2 separate regions of the Macaca mulatta genome follow, and region 2 is linked to region 1. Evidence: chromatin contacts called from public Hi-C data. All regions are on one chromosome and are shown on one strand. The core of a region is the stretch at or near the end of the contact, and the rest is flanking DNA. Distances in the headings are between cores, read along the strand shown.

Region 1 (7,651 bases), core at 1,399-3,898:
GGTCCATTAGGCTTTATTACACTGCAGGGCCATCCAAAGCAAGAGCCTCTAGATCTCAGCGTGGTGAACAAATCTCAAATGGGGTTTCGTGCTCACTTGGACGACATCGCTGCTCATCGATGTGTAGTTAACATCCTGGCAGACCTTTCTGCTGCTGGATGTGTGAGGGGCACAGCACAGGGCTCTGGAAGTCCCTGCTGACTGCTCGAAGCCTTTCTCCATGCCAAAACCTCTGACCAAATGCTTAATGCTATCTGCTCTAGGCTGCTGAGTCTGCCACACGTTTGACATTTATTCCCACATCCATCCCACGAAACAAGCAGGGCTTTCCATTTTACAGATGTGAAAACCAAGGTTCAAAGAGACTCAATAACCCACCCCAGGACAAGTGACAGAACTGAGACTTCTGACTCCAAATCCTATGCTCCCCCACCACACCTCTTTGCCTTTCAATTTCACACCAATGGACTGTCTGGGTGACCCTGGCATAGGTTCTTCTAAGAACTGGCTCTTAACAAAAACTTCTGGCCGTTATCTGACTGAATGTCACACACGAGTGCTGTAAGAACTTGCTTAGAGCCTTTTTCCTAAACCTGGACACCAGCTCTTGCCTTGTGAATTTCTTCATCACAAAACACATGTTCCCAGGGGCCCAGGCAAAGTCTCCAAGTACCCAATCCCCTTTCTTCAGCTGTGCCCACACCCTCAGCCTTCCTGTCAATCCAGGTGACCCAGGGTTACCCAGAGGTCCAGGCCCCAGTTGTTTACTTGAACATCTGATGTCTCCCAAACACCTGCGTGAAACGCTCTCTGTCCAGGATGTGTCCATAGCGCAGGGTGACGTAGAAGGTCTGTTTCCCGCTGTACCGCTGGATACGCATGAACATCTCCTGAGGCTGGTCCTTGGTTTCTGTCAGGGGAATCACATCTGCCAGGGGACAGTATGTGTCCTGCCGCCAGCCCCAGAAGCTCAGATGGGCCACCCGCAGCATGGTGCCAGACTCATTCAGATACAGGATACCAACCAGTCTCCGAAAGAAATAGCTCATCCAGCACAGCATGGTCAGGGCAAAGCCCGATATCCCACTCATCAGGCACACGGTGTTGAGAGTCAGGAGGCCCTGGGAATACCAGTAACAGGCTGGTGGCAAAACTACCACTGTCAGGGCAGTCTGTGCCAACTTCAGTCGAGACAGGAACCCAAAGATTCTGATGGCATCAAAACGGTAAAACATCCAGAATTTCTCAGTCTCTTGGTTTGGTGGTTTCTCCTTCGAGGTGGGTGACCTGCTCCCCACCCACCTCTTAGGATCCTCCTGCCCACTGCAGCACCACAACCCATGGAGAGGCCTTTCCCACGCAGCTTTTCCCCGAAATCTAGGCACAACTCGGAGAAGGGCAGCCTGAAAGGGAGACAGTAGACGATTTCTCTCATGGAATTCAACCACATTAATCACACGGTGAACATCTGCAAAGCACCATACTCCAAGGCTTCTGCCAATCCTGCAAGGTCACCATTATTGCCAGAGGAGGGAAGGGTAAAGCCAGATGTTATCTCATGTGGGCATCACAACAGCTATCTAAGATAGTTATCACTATTTCCACTTTACCACTAGGGAAACTAAGCCCAGAGAGGGTAAGATATTTACCAAAGAACACACAGTCAGTGAGTGCAGCAGAGTCCTCCTTCCATCAGGCAATTCCAAAGAAATACAAGAAAGGAGGTGCGGCCATCAATAATTCAAAACATATCTAGGGAGTCCCAACTCTGGGCTGGACAATGGATCCACAAGGGGGTGTGAACATTTCCCCAAGCAGGAAACTGAATAATCAATGTCTTAGTGGGGAACTCAAGCAACAAATCTGTGAGATAGTTATCCCAACAAACTTTCTAATTCTGTTTACGTTATCTTGGGTGCTGGAGGGAACTGCTGCTTTCCCTTAACCTAGTCAGGGGAAGGGGAAACAACGAGGAGGAGGAGGAGCGAGGCAGGGAGGCCCCTACACGTAGCACAAACATATTATTAGGTGGGTAGTGAAGCAGTAAAAGCTCTGGTTCCAATTCTGGCTCCATCAGTCACTACCTGTGGATTCTTGAGCAAATCACTCCACACCCCTGAGCTTCGGTTTCTTCGGCTTTCAAAATGGGGACTCAGAACACAGTGAACGAGAAGATGGTTTCAAAGCCCTCAACTTAGTACCTGATGCGCTGTGAGAGCTCGGCGAGTTTTAGCTATTACTACTGTGAGCACGTGACGCAAGGAGGGCAGAGAAAGCCCGGGAATGGCGAATGGTAACCCACGCCAGAGCTTCCTCCCACGGATTCTTCAGGTCCGAAACTCAGGCGTCGTGCCTGCCTGCCCCAGCTCTGACCCCGACCGACCCCCAAAGAGCATCACCCCCTCAAGGATCGCCACCAGCCTCCTTACCATGGCTCCACAGCCTGCTGCCGGAAGTAAGTCCCACCGGCCCCCGGAACCTCTAAGAGCGCATGCTCGAATGTACAAGGCGGGCGTGATCCGCGTTGCACCCTGGGATTTGCGGTCCAGGAATCGTGGCTGGCGCTAGTCCCAGGCGTTGTGGGAACGGAGTCTCCTCCTCTTCCCGACGTGCCCTGCGGCTCGGGGGCCGAACTCGGAAGTTCCGGGCCGAGTTCCTGATGCCAATGAGTCTTGCGAGGTGCGGTTAGACGCTGGGGACATGGCAGCTCCTGGCCCAGCGCTCTGCCTCTTCGACGTGGATGGGACCCTCACCGCCCCGCGGCAGGTAAGTGGCGCCCGGCGGGCTGGTGGCAGCCGACTCAGAGTCCGTGCTGTTCCCAGTTGGAGCTATCGACTACCCAGGGTCGGCGCCAAGGGCTGGCTAAGGACCGCCTGCGTCCTCACGGGGGCTGGACCCTATTCTAGGTGCCCTGGAGGGATGAGAGGGAGGCCCTAACCAGCTCTTCAAGAGCTCTGATGCTTGGAAAGATGAGACGGGGCTGAAGAACTCTTAAGAGAAGGAAACTTATGCTTGGTTGGAAAATGCAATCTGGACTCACCGCTAGTCCTCGGGACCGATGGACCAGGATTTGAACCCGACATCAGCTGTGTGCCCCTTATCAGCTGTTTGCCGGCCTCAATCCTGTAACCAATGGGCTGTGCCGTGAGTCATTATATTAAAAACAGGTTTCCAGGTGAAATCGACCTAGTGGAGTCTCATCTTCACCTCTTCACAGCTGTGTGACCTTGAGCAAGTCATTAACCTTTCTGAGCCTCAGCATCTACAGCTTTAAATGGGGATATTACGTGTTCCATATGGTGACTGTGAGGATCAAATGAGATTGTGTAAGTTCTTGAAAGTATGTTGCACACAGCACACTAGGCCTCAGTAAATAGTAACCACCTCCACCACACCCATCTCCAGCCCCTGCAGTGGACTAGGAAGATGGAGGAGCCCTAGGTTATTACAGGCTGCCCGCTGAGAGCCTCTTTGGGCCTTTCGAAACTTGCTTTCCACTTCCAGATTTTGCTGCTACAGGCACAGATAAGTTTCAGTCACTATCAGCCTTGAGATGAGGCTTTCCTGTCCCCTTTTCAGAAATTGGCCACTGACAACCGGCCATTTCAACTTGAGAGTGGACCCCAATGGTCTCACTATCCTCAACTAATATCCTCACCCCTCGTAGTCTTCGCTTGGTGGTAACAATGGTGTGCTCCAGAAAGCCACGTGAAATGCGTGTGACCTTAGACGTATCATTTTGCCCTTGTCAGCCACAGGTTTGATCTACCTAGTGATGACACTCAACTCCCAAGTTCTTCAAAGGCTTTTTCTGATTCTGAAATTCAGCTATCACACACTTGGGGTTGTTAAAAGCCCATAGTGGTCTAATACTCCGGTCCCCAATTCATTTTTTGTAAAGGGCCATATAGCATATACTTTTGTCTTTGCAGACCATATGGTCTATAGTAGCCACTGAACTTTAGTACAAAACCAGCCATAAACCCTATGTAAACACAGAGTGGCTGTGTACCGGTAAAACTGTATTTATTTGTTACAGAAACAAACAGCTGCCCAGTGTGGTCTGTGGGCCATAGCGGTCTAGGGTTTACATTGCCAACCCTTTTTCATGATTTCGCTGGACCCTCTCAACCTTCCTTCATCTTTCTTTCCAGGTAGGATAGTTGTTATTACCTTTTTAAACATAAGGAAACACACTCAGTGAAGAACTAACCTCCTCAGTTTCACACAGCCGACCTGGTACAAGCCCCTGAGCCTCAGGACATTGGTTCCTGTCAAGTTTGCCATTTCCTATCTGTGCTAAGGTGGAAGCTGTCCTAGTTACTAGGTATGCCATTCAGGAAAGTGCTTCTGATCTGATTTTCACAGTTCTGACTCTTCTTTTTTTTTTTTTTTTTTTTGAGACAGAGTCTCACTCTGTCGCCAGGCTAGAGTGTAGTGGTGCAATCTCAGTTCACTGCAACCTCCGCCTCCCAGGTTCAAGCGATTCTCCTGCCTCAGGCACCTGAGTAGCTGGGACTTAAGGCGCCCGCCACCACGCCTGGCTAATTTTTGTATTTTCAGTAGAGACAGGGTTTCACCATGTTGGCCAGGATGGTCTCCATCTCCGGACTTTGTGATCCACCTGCCTCAGCCTCCCAAAGTTCCGGGATTACAGGCATGAGCCACTGCGTTCTGACTCTTAAGGGCCACTCCTGCAGTTCTAGATTTTGTCTAATAGGTTCAAATTCCACTGTGAGAGTAGAAAAGATTGCACTCTATTACAAGCCCTTCTATGCAGTTTTATTTTAATCAGATTCATGTGTTACTCTAAAAAAATTTTTTAAAGAAAAATCATTGAACTCCAAGTGTTTATATACTGACGGTGAATTAAATGGTTTTTTGTATTTTCTAAATTTCTAGTAACTTTTTAAAAAAGATATTCAGGGCCAGGCGCGGTGGCTCACGCCTGTAATCCCAGCACTTTGGAAGGCCGCGGGCGGATCACGAGGTCAGGAGATCGAGACCATCCTGGCTCATGCTGTGAAACCCCGTCTCTACTAAAAATACAAAAAATTAGCCTGTAGTCCCAGCTACACGGGATGCTGAGGCAGGAGAATGACGTGAAACCGGGGGGCGGAGCTTGCAGTGAGTGGAGATGGCGACACTGCACTCCAGCCTGGGAGACACAGCGAGACTCTGTCTCAAAAAAAAGACATTCAGCCGGGCGCGGTAGCTAACGCCTATAATCCCAGCACTTTGGGAGGCTGAGGCGGGCGGATCACTTGAGGTCAGGAGTTCGAGACCAGCCTGGCCAACATGGTGAAACCCTGTCTCTAATAAAAATACAAAAAATTAGCTGAGCGTGATGGCGGGCGCCTGTAGTCCTGGTTACCTGGGAGACTGAGACAGGAGAATCGCTTGAACCCAGGAAATGGAGGTTGCAGTGAGCCAAGACCACACCACTGCACTCCAGCCTGGGCGACAGAGCGCAACTTCGTGTCACAAAAAAAAAATAGACATTCAGTGTAAATGTTCAACTAAGATTGCTCAAAGTACTGAGTTATAAGACTTGTAAAAATACATTGTGATGTGTCTTGATGTAGGGCTGTTTTTCATCTTAGTTTATAACTTTTTAAAAATTATCACACAGTTTGGAATTTACCATAAAGTCATACCACTAAGACCACTCTTTCTAGATAGGAGCTTTGCTTTTAGAAGAGACTAAAAAATCTAGTCATCTTACTCTTTTCCAATTTTTTTTGTTTTGAGTAATTGCAATAAATCAGTTCTAAGCTTCTCCTATTTATTTATTTATTTATTTATTTATTTATCAAGACGAAGTCTCGCTCTATCACCCAGGCTGGAGTGCAGGGGCACGATCTCGGCTCACTGCAGCCTGCGCCTGCCAGGTTCAAGTGATTCTCCTGCATCAACCTCCCGAGTACCTGGGACTACAGGCGCGTGCCACCACACCCGGCTAATTTTTGTATTTTTAGTAGAGATGGGGTTTCGCCATGTGGGCCAGGCTGGTCTCGAACTCTGACCTCAGGTGATCCACCGGCCTCGGTCTCCCAAAGTGCTGGGATTACAGGCGTGAGCCGCCATGCCTGGCCCTGAGCTTCCTCTTTAATTTCATTATGTTATTTTGTTTTAAAATCAACAACTTAAATCCATAGATGGAGTATAGTGTAGCATTTAAAAGGAATACATCATGCTGAAAAAGCGAAGTTGCTGAGAAAGCGAAGTTGCTGCAAAGGACATAGAATGATTCCATTTATGTTTCAAAAATAAGACCTATTTGTATATGTGCCCATAGATGGGTATATAAATGCGTAAAAAATTAGCTAGCACAGTGCACAACAGCTACTAACATATTACCTGTGTTTAAAATGTGGTAAAAATAACACTTAAGTTTATTCTGGTAAAGATGCCTCCCTCCCAATTACAACTAAAATATTTGAACTGTGTAGAGAGCTGGTAACTTAATTGGCATGTATGAAAATAAGGCTTATAGGCCTGGCTTATGCCTGTAATGTCAGCACTTTAGGAGACCAAGGCTGGTGGATCTCCTGAACCCAGGAGTTCCAGACTGGCCTCAAAACTTCGTCTCTACAGAATATAAAAAAATTAGCCAGGTGTGCTGGCGCATAACTGTGGTTCCATCTACTCAGGAGGCTGAGGTAGGAGGATAACCAGAGCCCTGGTCGAGGTCGAGGCTGCGGTGAGCTATGACCATGCCACTGCACTCCAGCTTGGGTGACAAGTGAGACCCTATGTCAAAAACAATTTTTTTCTTTAATTTTTAAACAAGAAAATAAGATTTGTGTACTTGTGTTACCCTTAGAGTTTTAGTCTCCTGATTATTTTTTGGCTTATGAGTGTTGTATTTTCCTTCTTGAAATTTAGAAAATTACCAAAGAAATGGATGACTTCCTGCAAAAATTGAGGCAGAAGATCAAAATCGGAGTGGTAGGCGGTTCGGACTTTGAGAAAGTGCAGGAGCAACTGGGAAATGATGGTAAATGAGAGGTTGCTAATTACATCTAGTAAAAGATTAACTTCTTATGAGGATATTATTGCCAAGTATCATAGGCTGCCCTAAAACCTTATCCCCATATGGCAGACTTTCTGCTTCCTTGTTTGGGAAACATTTTCTTGGCCCTTATTTTTCCTCTGCTTTTAATCCAGTAAATTTCTGGAGTTACTGATGGAGAACTGGGTACTCAGATGTGTGAGTAGATTCACCTAGAAAGGTCAGTGGCTGTGTCTTTGGACATAGTAATCTCTCTGCCTGGAATACTTCTTGCTTGTACCCGTTCACTGCCCTTCTAGCCCCAGTCAGGCTGGTCTTCAAATTGTCCCTCTGACAGCCCCCCTCACCTCCCCATCACTGGAACAGAATCTCCAGCACAGGACCCCAAAAAACCAGAGAGGTTTTTGACCCCTTCACTGGAGATTCTGACTTGATAGGTCTGTGGAGCCTGGGAATCCTATTTTAGTAAGTACCTCCGAGAGATTCTAGTGTATAACCCTGGTAATGTAGCATTCTGTAATTATTGTAAACTATCCGATTATATGTTTTTGAAGAGCAGGAGTATGAGTTATTCATCTGCATAGCCCCAGGGCCTCCTGGCCTGTAAGAAATTGTAAGTGGATGCCAGGCGTGGTG
Region 2 (7,651 bases), core at 2,319-4,818, 56 kb after region 1:
TGCAGCTCCTCCTGGAAGGTTCTGGAGTTCAGCTGGGTACCAAGACTCTGGCTTTCCCAGCTCCTGCTCAGCCTACCCCCATGTCTGGAGACTTATGACCCAATCATGCAGCACCCCTGTAACCTACTCCCCAACTTCCTGCCCTCCTGGCCTGAAAACCCACCACCCACATCAACGGGAGCCAAGCAGCCAGGTGCTTAGTGCAAGTAGGGCTTTAGCAGCACTATCAGCCATTTACACTCTAGTGAGAGGGAGCTCACTGAAGGAGACTCCATTCATTTTTGTTTTTGTGAGACAGAGTCTCCCGTTGTTGCCCAGGATGGAGTGCAGTGGCGCGATCACAGCTCAAGATCTGTCCCCCAGGTTCAAGCAGTTCTCCTGCCTTAGCGTCCCCCAGGTTCAAGCAGTTCTCCTGCCTTAGCGTCCCCCAAGTTCAAGCAGTTCTCCTGCCTTAGCGTTCCCCAGGTTCAAGCAGTTCTCCTGCCTTAGCGTTCCCCAGGTTCAAGCAGTTCTCCTGCCTTAGCGTCTCCCAGGTTCAAGCAGTTCTCCTGCCTTAGCGTCCCCAAGGTTCAAGCAGTTCTCCTGCCTTAGCCTCCCGAGTAGCTGGGACTACCCGCGTGCACCACCTCACCCAGCTGATTTTTGTATTTTTAATAGAGATGGGGTTTCACCATTTTAGCCAAGCTGGTCTCGGACTCCTGATCTCAGGTGATTTACCCGCTTCAGCCTCCCAAAGTGCTGGGATTACAGGCTTGAACCACCGTGCCTGGCCAGAGACTCCATTCTTAATAGCTTCAGCCCCTTTATTGAAGACAGGATGATAGAGGGCAGGGGGACAAAAGTTCAGTTCAAGTCAGACACCTCATTGTTGGCAAAGCAAGAACCTCTCCAAGCCTGCTCTGCAAAATGAGGGTGTCTTGAGTCTTCCAAGCGTTGCTGGCTGGGGAATGCCAGGGTTGGGCATGGTGTTGGGACAGCTTCCAGCCCGGGGACAGCCCACTGCTGACAGGTGTAGTGGGTGGATAGTGGCCTGCACTATAGGGACAGGGCAGGCTATAGTGCTTTCATACACCCTACAGCCACTGTCCACAGACTTCCACGACAGGCCCTGTTGGGGGTTTACAAACATCAAATACATGCATCTAAACATCAACCCAACAGGGGAGGCACTTTTAGCACCCCTGTTTTACAGATGAGGAAACTAAGGCACAGAGGTTTAAGCCAGTGATTCTACTTGCTACTTTAGTGCAGTCAGGAATCTCTGGGGATCTTGTTCAAATGCAGATTGCCACTCAGCAGGTGTGGGGTGGGGCCTGAGATTCATTTCTTTTTTTTTTTTTTTTTGAGACAGGGTCTTGCTTTGTCACCCATGCTGGAGTTTGGTGGCGCACTCATGGCTCACTGCAGCCTCAACCGCCTGGGCTCAAGGGATCCTCTCACCTCAGCCTCCCATGTAGCTGGGACTACAGGCGTGTGCCACCACACGCAGCTAATTTTTTAATTTTTTGTAGAGACAAGGTCTCACTATGTTGTCCAGGTGGGTCACGCCCTCTCATGCTCAAGCAATCCTCCCACCTCGGCTTCCCAAAGTGCTGGGATTACAAGCTTGAGATTCCTGGCCAAGACTCTGCATTTCTAAGGCGCTCCCAGTGAGGCAGCTGTCCCTGGCCCAGGGAACACCGCAGTAGTCCTGCTACACTGGTCCATCTCACAGCCCAAGGCTTACCAGTGCAAGAGGTGGAAGGGAAATTGCGCAGGGATGGAGGTGAGACTAGAAGAATAGCAAAGTTACCTCAGTGCAGCTGGGTTCCTTCTCTGTAAACAGACAGAGACACTGAGCTGATCCATCCCAGTCCCCAGCGCAGCTGAGCCCCAGCCTGGCAGAACTGCCGGCACGTGGGCCGAGAGGCGGGGCGGGTCAGCTGAGCCCAGGTAGAAGGGTCCCTGGAAGCCACGGAGGCCGAGAACGAGCCAGAGGTTGACGCAGCAGCGCCAGGCTGGCCTAGCCACATTCCCCTCCATTGTTCCGGGGAGAGCGGGGGTCTGGCGAGGGAGGAGCAAAGAGTGAGAAGGGGAGGAGGGACAGGAAGGGATGGGGGTTGGAGAGTCCAGGGGGAGGGATGGGAGGCAAAGGGGAGGGGGCAGCCAGGCCGGAGCCAGTCCTCCGCGGGCTAAGGACCTGAAGCCAGCTGCCACAGATAAGTGCAAACAGGCGGGTGGGGAAGGTGCAGCACGGCGCACACGTCCGCCCGGAGCCCCCTCCCAGGCCCAGCCAAGCTGGGAATAGCTCTTCCGCCCTCAGGAGCCCCTGAGTGCTGGGAAGAGGCCGGAAACCCGAGGAGTGTACCGGGAACCCAAGGGGGCCTCCAACATTGCCGCTGCCTGTGCCCCCATTAGCACCCCTGTCACCCCACCGCCACCACCCACCTGGGACCCTGCACCCGCCCCAGCTCTCAGTCTGGACTGCCCCTCGGGGGGAAGCCCAAGCCCTCCTCAACAAGAACCCTACTCTACACTCCTCCCCCACTCAATTCTTCCATCCTTCCCTCCATTCTCGGGGGGCTTTGGCTCAGACCTGAGATTCAGCCCTGCCTTCTCCCCACTCCCTCAGTGACCCCTGCCAAGCGACTTCACCGCCCCACCCGAGTTTCCTCATCTGTCAAAGGGGACAGGAACGGTGCTGCGTCGCAGGGCTCGGACGCTGTGCAGACGCCGCCGCGAAAATGCCAAGCGCACGGCGGGTTCAGTCAACAATAGTTGTGCGGCTGATGGTGGAACTATCAGGCACGGGCCCATCTGAAATCACCTTCCCTCCCATTCCTGTCCCTGCTGTTGGAACACAAACCAAATGCACTGGCTTTGCCACTCCGTGGAACAAAGGCCTTTCACCTACCTAGGGCACTCACCATCAACCACCCTCAACTCCACCCCAGGGCCCCACGCTGGGCCTAGCGCAGCTCATTCAAAGCATCTACTCCGAGCCGGGCTCTGCCACTCTTTCTTGCCCTGAAGGGACCAGCATCGAGAACCCATGGTCATCACCGAGGCCACCCAGGGAGTGCAAAGGGCGGCGGGGTCTCCAAGGAGGATTCCGAGCCCAGAGGAGGGCCAAAGGCCCGAAGGGAGGGAGAACAGAGGCAGAGAGCGGCTGGAGAAGGTAGTGGCGGAAGATAACAGGAAGGCCTGCTGAGAAGTCGGGGACTTAGACGACAATGGGACTTCGGTGGACGATTTTCAGCGGGGGGTTGATCTGATTGTTTTTACAATTTCCCTCTAGCTTCAGAGTGGGGAGCAGATGAGAGGGGCAAGACTGGGCACAGAGAGACTGAGAAATATCAAAACAGCAAGTTAAAAAACAGTAGCTTACGTGTCTCCCGGCACGGGGCTAGCCGTCTCCTTTTACTCTCACACACCCTCTTAAGCCAGAAGTCAGAGGCCAGTCTGCAGATGGGGACACTGAGGCTCCGAAAGGCCTCCTGTTTGGCAGTGAGATTTCCCCACCTATGAGACCCGAGGCCCTGCCTGGAGCGGGACGTCTCCGCCTCCCCCCGCACACACATCCACCCCAACCCCAAAAAACCGTAGGGCCGGAGGCTTCCTTTTTAAAAATCAAAAAAGAACGTTTCACTTCCGGCCTGCAAACCTGGGCCGCCAGCGCAGCCTGCGGAAAGGGGGCCTGTGGGCGCGGATGAAGTTTTTCTCCAGCGCCTAGGGCCCCCCACCCCCATCCGGGCGCAAACACCCGGGGCGAGCGCGCCCGGCGGCTCCTCCTCCTCCCAGATGCGGCTAATCGCGCGGCGCCAGGACGGCTCCCCACCTCCCCCGCCGGGCCTGGCCGCCGTCCCAACCTCGAGCCACAGCTGGCGCGGCCAGGCCCGGCGGGGGGTGGCTCCGCTTCCCGCGTGCGAAGCCCCCCGCGCCTCGCCCCACCGCCCCGCGAGTCCCCCCTCCAGGGCTCCCTCCCAAAGGCAAAAGCGGTGAGGAGGGCGGGGAGAGCTTCCCCTGCACGCAGAGAACAGGTGGCCAGGCGGGAAGTGCTACCCGACGTCCGCCAAGAATCCCTGCCGCTGTTGCCACACCCACCCCTTGCCCCGGGGAGGAGCAACCCGCGTTCCCCAAACAGGCCCGGAGAAACCAAGCCGGGAGCCCTCCGTTGCCGAGCTAGAAGTCCCTGTAGGAGGGGGGACGATGGGGACACAGGAGACCGAGGCCCTATCTGCCGCTCCCGGGGACTCGGGCCAGGGGCGGCCACCTTGTCCCTCCTTGGGTCCCCGAGAAGAGCTCCCTACCTCGCGATCCGTACTGCTCCGCCAGTCGCTTAGCTCGGACTGGGAGCTCGGAGCTGGGGAGGGGGCGTGGCCCGCGGGGTGGGGCGCCGAGCCCCGCCCCCAGGAGGCCCCAGCCAATGGGGCTGCAGGAGGGAGTCCAGGACGGAAGGGGTGGGGCGGGCAGGAGTGGCCCGGACAGGACCTTTGTGTCCGCGCCTGGGACTGGCGGGAGAGTGGGGCGCAGAGCGCGGGGCGTAGGGGCCAGGGCGGGGCTGGGCTGCACCCACCGGCAGAAACGCCCCTGCAAAGTGGGGGAACTGTGTCTCTGCTTCTTTGCCGTTCCTTCCCTTCACCACGCGCGCCAGGTGCGGCTCCCACCTGCTTTTGGCTCCAAAATCCGTATAAGCCCGGGGGGCGTCACTTTTTGCAGAAAGGAGATAAAGGAATGAAAAGAGAGAAAGAAGAAAACAAACAAAAACACACAGGACGAAAAGAGAAAGAAAAAATACACACATACACACACCAGAAAAACAGGGTTTTATTTTCCCGTTTGGGATTCTGGTTTTGTTCTCTTTTCTTGTTTCATTTCCAGCCTTCCTTGAGTCCTGTTTTTGGAGGTAAAAAATGTTACCTCTGTTTTGCAGGAGAGGAAACTGAGGCACAGAGAGGCGACCAGCCCATGGGCACGACCAGTCGAGAGCAGCCCCTGAAAGCGAGCCCAAACCCCAGGACCAGGTTTTGAGGGACGCGGGGACGGAGAGAGGTCCCCGGAGCTCGCCTGGGACCACCGTGCCCCCGGAGGGCGCGGTGAGGACTGTGCCGGACTCACTCTGCAGCCCCTACTGGGGCCACTACGGAAAAGGCCCAGCGGCGAAACCAACTGGTCCATGCCAGGCAAGGAACCGTCCTAGACGGTTGGTGGGAACAACCGCGCAGCTGCTGTGGAAAGAGCCCGGCGGTTCCTCAAACCACGAACCCTGGAGTCTCCACAAGACCCAGCAACTCCAGTCCTAGGTGTCTGCGCGCCCAAGAGAAATGAAAATGTTTGTCCATAAAAAAATTTACTTGAGGCCGGGCGCGGTGGCTCACGCCTGTAATCCCAGCTCTTTTGGGAGGCCGAGGCGGGCGGATCACTTGAGCTCAGGAGTTGGAGACCAGCCTGGCCAACATGGCGAAACCCCATGTCTACGAAAAATACAAAAATTAGGCGGGCTTGGTGGTGGGTGCCTGTAATCCCAGTTACTTGGGAGTCTGAGGCAGGAGAATCACTTGAACCCGGGAGGTGGAGGTTGCAGTGAACCAGGTTCATGCCACTGCACTCCAGCCTGGGCAACAGCGAGTCTCTGTCTCCGGGAGAAGAAAAAAAAAAAAAGTTAAAAATAAATAAATACTTTACTTGTTGGTCTGGGCGAGGTGGCTCATGGCTGTAATCCCAGCACTTTGGGAGACCAAGACAGGAGGATCTCTTAAGCCCAGGAGTTCAAGACCAGCCTGGACAACATAGTAAGCCCCCTTCTCTACAAAAAAAAAAAAAAAAAAAAAAAAAAGTATTTCAACTGCCAGGAGTAGTAGCACCCACCTGTAGTCCCAGCTACTGGGGAGGCTGAGGTGGGAGGATCCCTTGAACCTAGGAGATCGAGACTGCAGTGATTGGTGATTGCACGGCTGCACTCCAGCCTGGGTGACAGAGTAAGGTTTATAGCAGTATTACTCCTAATAGCCAAAAGGTAGCAACAGCTAAGATGTCCATCGAGTGATGAAAGGATGAACAAAATGTTGTGTATCTATACAGTAGACAACTATTCACTCATTAACAGGAATTAAATCTTGATGCATGCTACAACACAGAGGAACCTTGAAAACATGCTAAGAGAAAGAAGCCAAGACAAAGGCCGCATGTTGTGTGATTCCAGCTGTATGAAATGTTCTGAATGGGCAAATCTCTAGATACAGGAAGTAGATTAGGGGTTGCTTGGGGGTGGCGGTGGGGATGGGGGCTAGACTGTTGACACTTAAAAGGTACAAGGGTTTCTTTTTGAGATGATGAAAATGTGCTGAAATTGATGGTGGCGATAGTTGCACAAGTCTGTGAATATACTAAAAATCATTGCATTGTGTGCTTTCAATGGGTGAACTGTATGGTGTATGAATTATGACTCAGTTAAACTGTTTATTAAAAAGTCAAGGCCAGGCACAGTGGCTCATGCCTATAACTCCAGCACTTTGGGAGGCTGGGGCGGGTGGATCACTTGAGCTCAGGAGTTCACAACCAGCCTGGCCAACATGGTGAAACCCTGTCTCTACTAAAAATACAAAACTTATCCTGGCATGGTGGTACATGCCTATAATCCCAGCTACTCTGGAGGCTGAAGCATGAAAATTGCTTGAATCTGAGCGGTGGAGGTTGCAGTGAGCTGAGATTATGCCACTGCAGTCCAGCCTGGGCGACAGAACCAGACTCCATCTCAATAAATAAATAGTCAAACAAGTGGGGACCGTGGGGTGGGATAGGGGGAGGCCATGACCAGGAGGGGCACAAGGTGGGAATCTAGGATCTGGTAAACTTCTGTCCCTCAGTCTGGGTACATGGGTGGGTTCACTTTATGAAAATTCATCCACAGCCAGGCGCTGTGGCTCACGCCCATAATCCCAGCTACTTGGAAGCCCAAGACAGGAGGATGACTAGAAGCCTGGAGTTCGAGACAAGGCTGGGCAACATAGCAAGATCCCATCTCTAAAAAAATAAAAAAAGGGAGGGAGGACAGAGAGAGAGAGAGAGAGAAAGAAAGAGGAAAGAAAGACAGACAGACGGCAAAAAGAAAAGAAGAAAAGAAAGAGGCCCGGGCATAGTGGTTCATGCCTATAATCCCAACACTTTGGGAGTCTGAGGCAGGCACATCACTTGAGCACAGGTGTCAGAGGTTACAGTGAGCTATGACCATGCCACTGCACTTCTGGGCAACAGAGGGAGGCCCTGTTTGTAAAAACACAAACACGGACTTTGCTTTTTAGGGCAGTTTAGGTTTACAGCAAAATTGAGCAGAAAGGGCTGGGCCTAGTGGCTCAAACCTGTAATCTCGGCACTTTGGGAGGATCACCTGAGGTCAGGGGTTTGAGACTACCCTGGCCAGCATGGTGAAACCCCATCTACTAAAAATACAAAAATTAGCTGGGCGTGGTGGTGGCGCCTGTAATCCCAGCTACTCGGGAGGCTGAGGCTGGAGAATTGCTTGAACCCGGGAGACAGAGGTTGCAGTGAGCTGAGATCGTGCCACTGCACCAGAGTGAGACTCCCATCTAAAAAAAAAAAAAATTAGCTGGATGTGGTGGCACATGCATCTGGTCCCAACTACTTGGGAGGCAGAGGCAGAATAAATTGAGCT

Evidence for each region. A called contact is a pair of places that touch in the nucleus more often than the background predicts.
Region 2: a Hi-C map of fetal cortex germinal zone shows a contact between it and region 1, with 1.7 times the contacts expected there. The contact joins the promoter of CARHSP1 here to the promoter of PMM2 in region 1. A contact is called at or near these places in 4 of 14 Hi-C or Micro-C datasets (CD4 T cells, fetal cortex germinal zone, fibroblasts and 1 more).

The regions. Positions count from the first base shown.
Region 1 is chr20:10,021,804-10,029,454 of T2T-MMU8v2.0, forward strand. PMM2 (phosphomannomutase 2) reads left to right here and starts at 2,649. Exons shown (of 8, transcript NM_001257433.1): 1 at 2,649-2,766; 2 at 6,889-7,000. The coding sequence starts at 2,701. It overlaps TMEM186 (transmembrane protein 186), which reads right to left and starts at 2,457. Exons shown (of 2, transcript XM_001103641.5): 1 at 2,430-2,457; 2 at 1-1,403. The coding sequence starts at 2,432. The coding sequence ends at 765.
Region 2 is chr20:10,076,916-10,084,566 of T2T-MMU8v2.0, forward strand. It overlaps CARHSP1 (calcium regulated heat stable protein 1), which reads right to left and starts at 3,569. Exons shown (of 4, transcript NM_001261063.2): 1 at 3,368-3,569.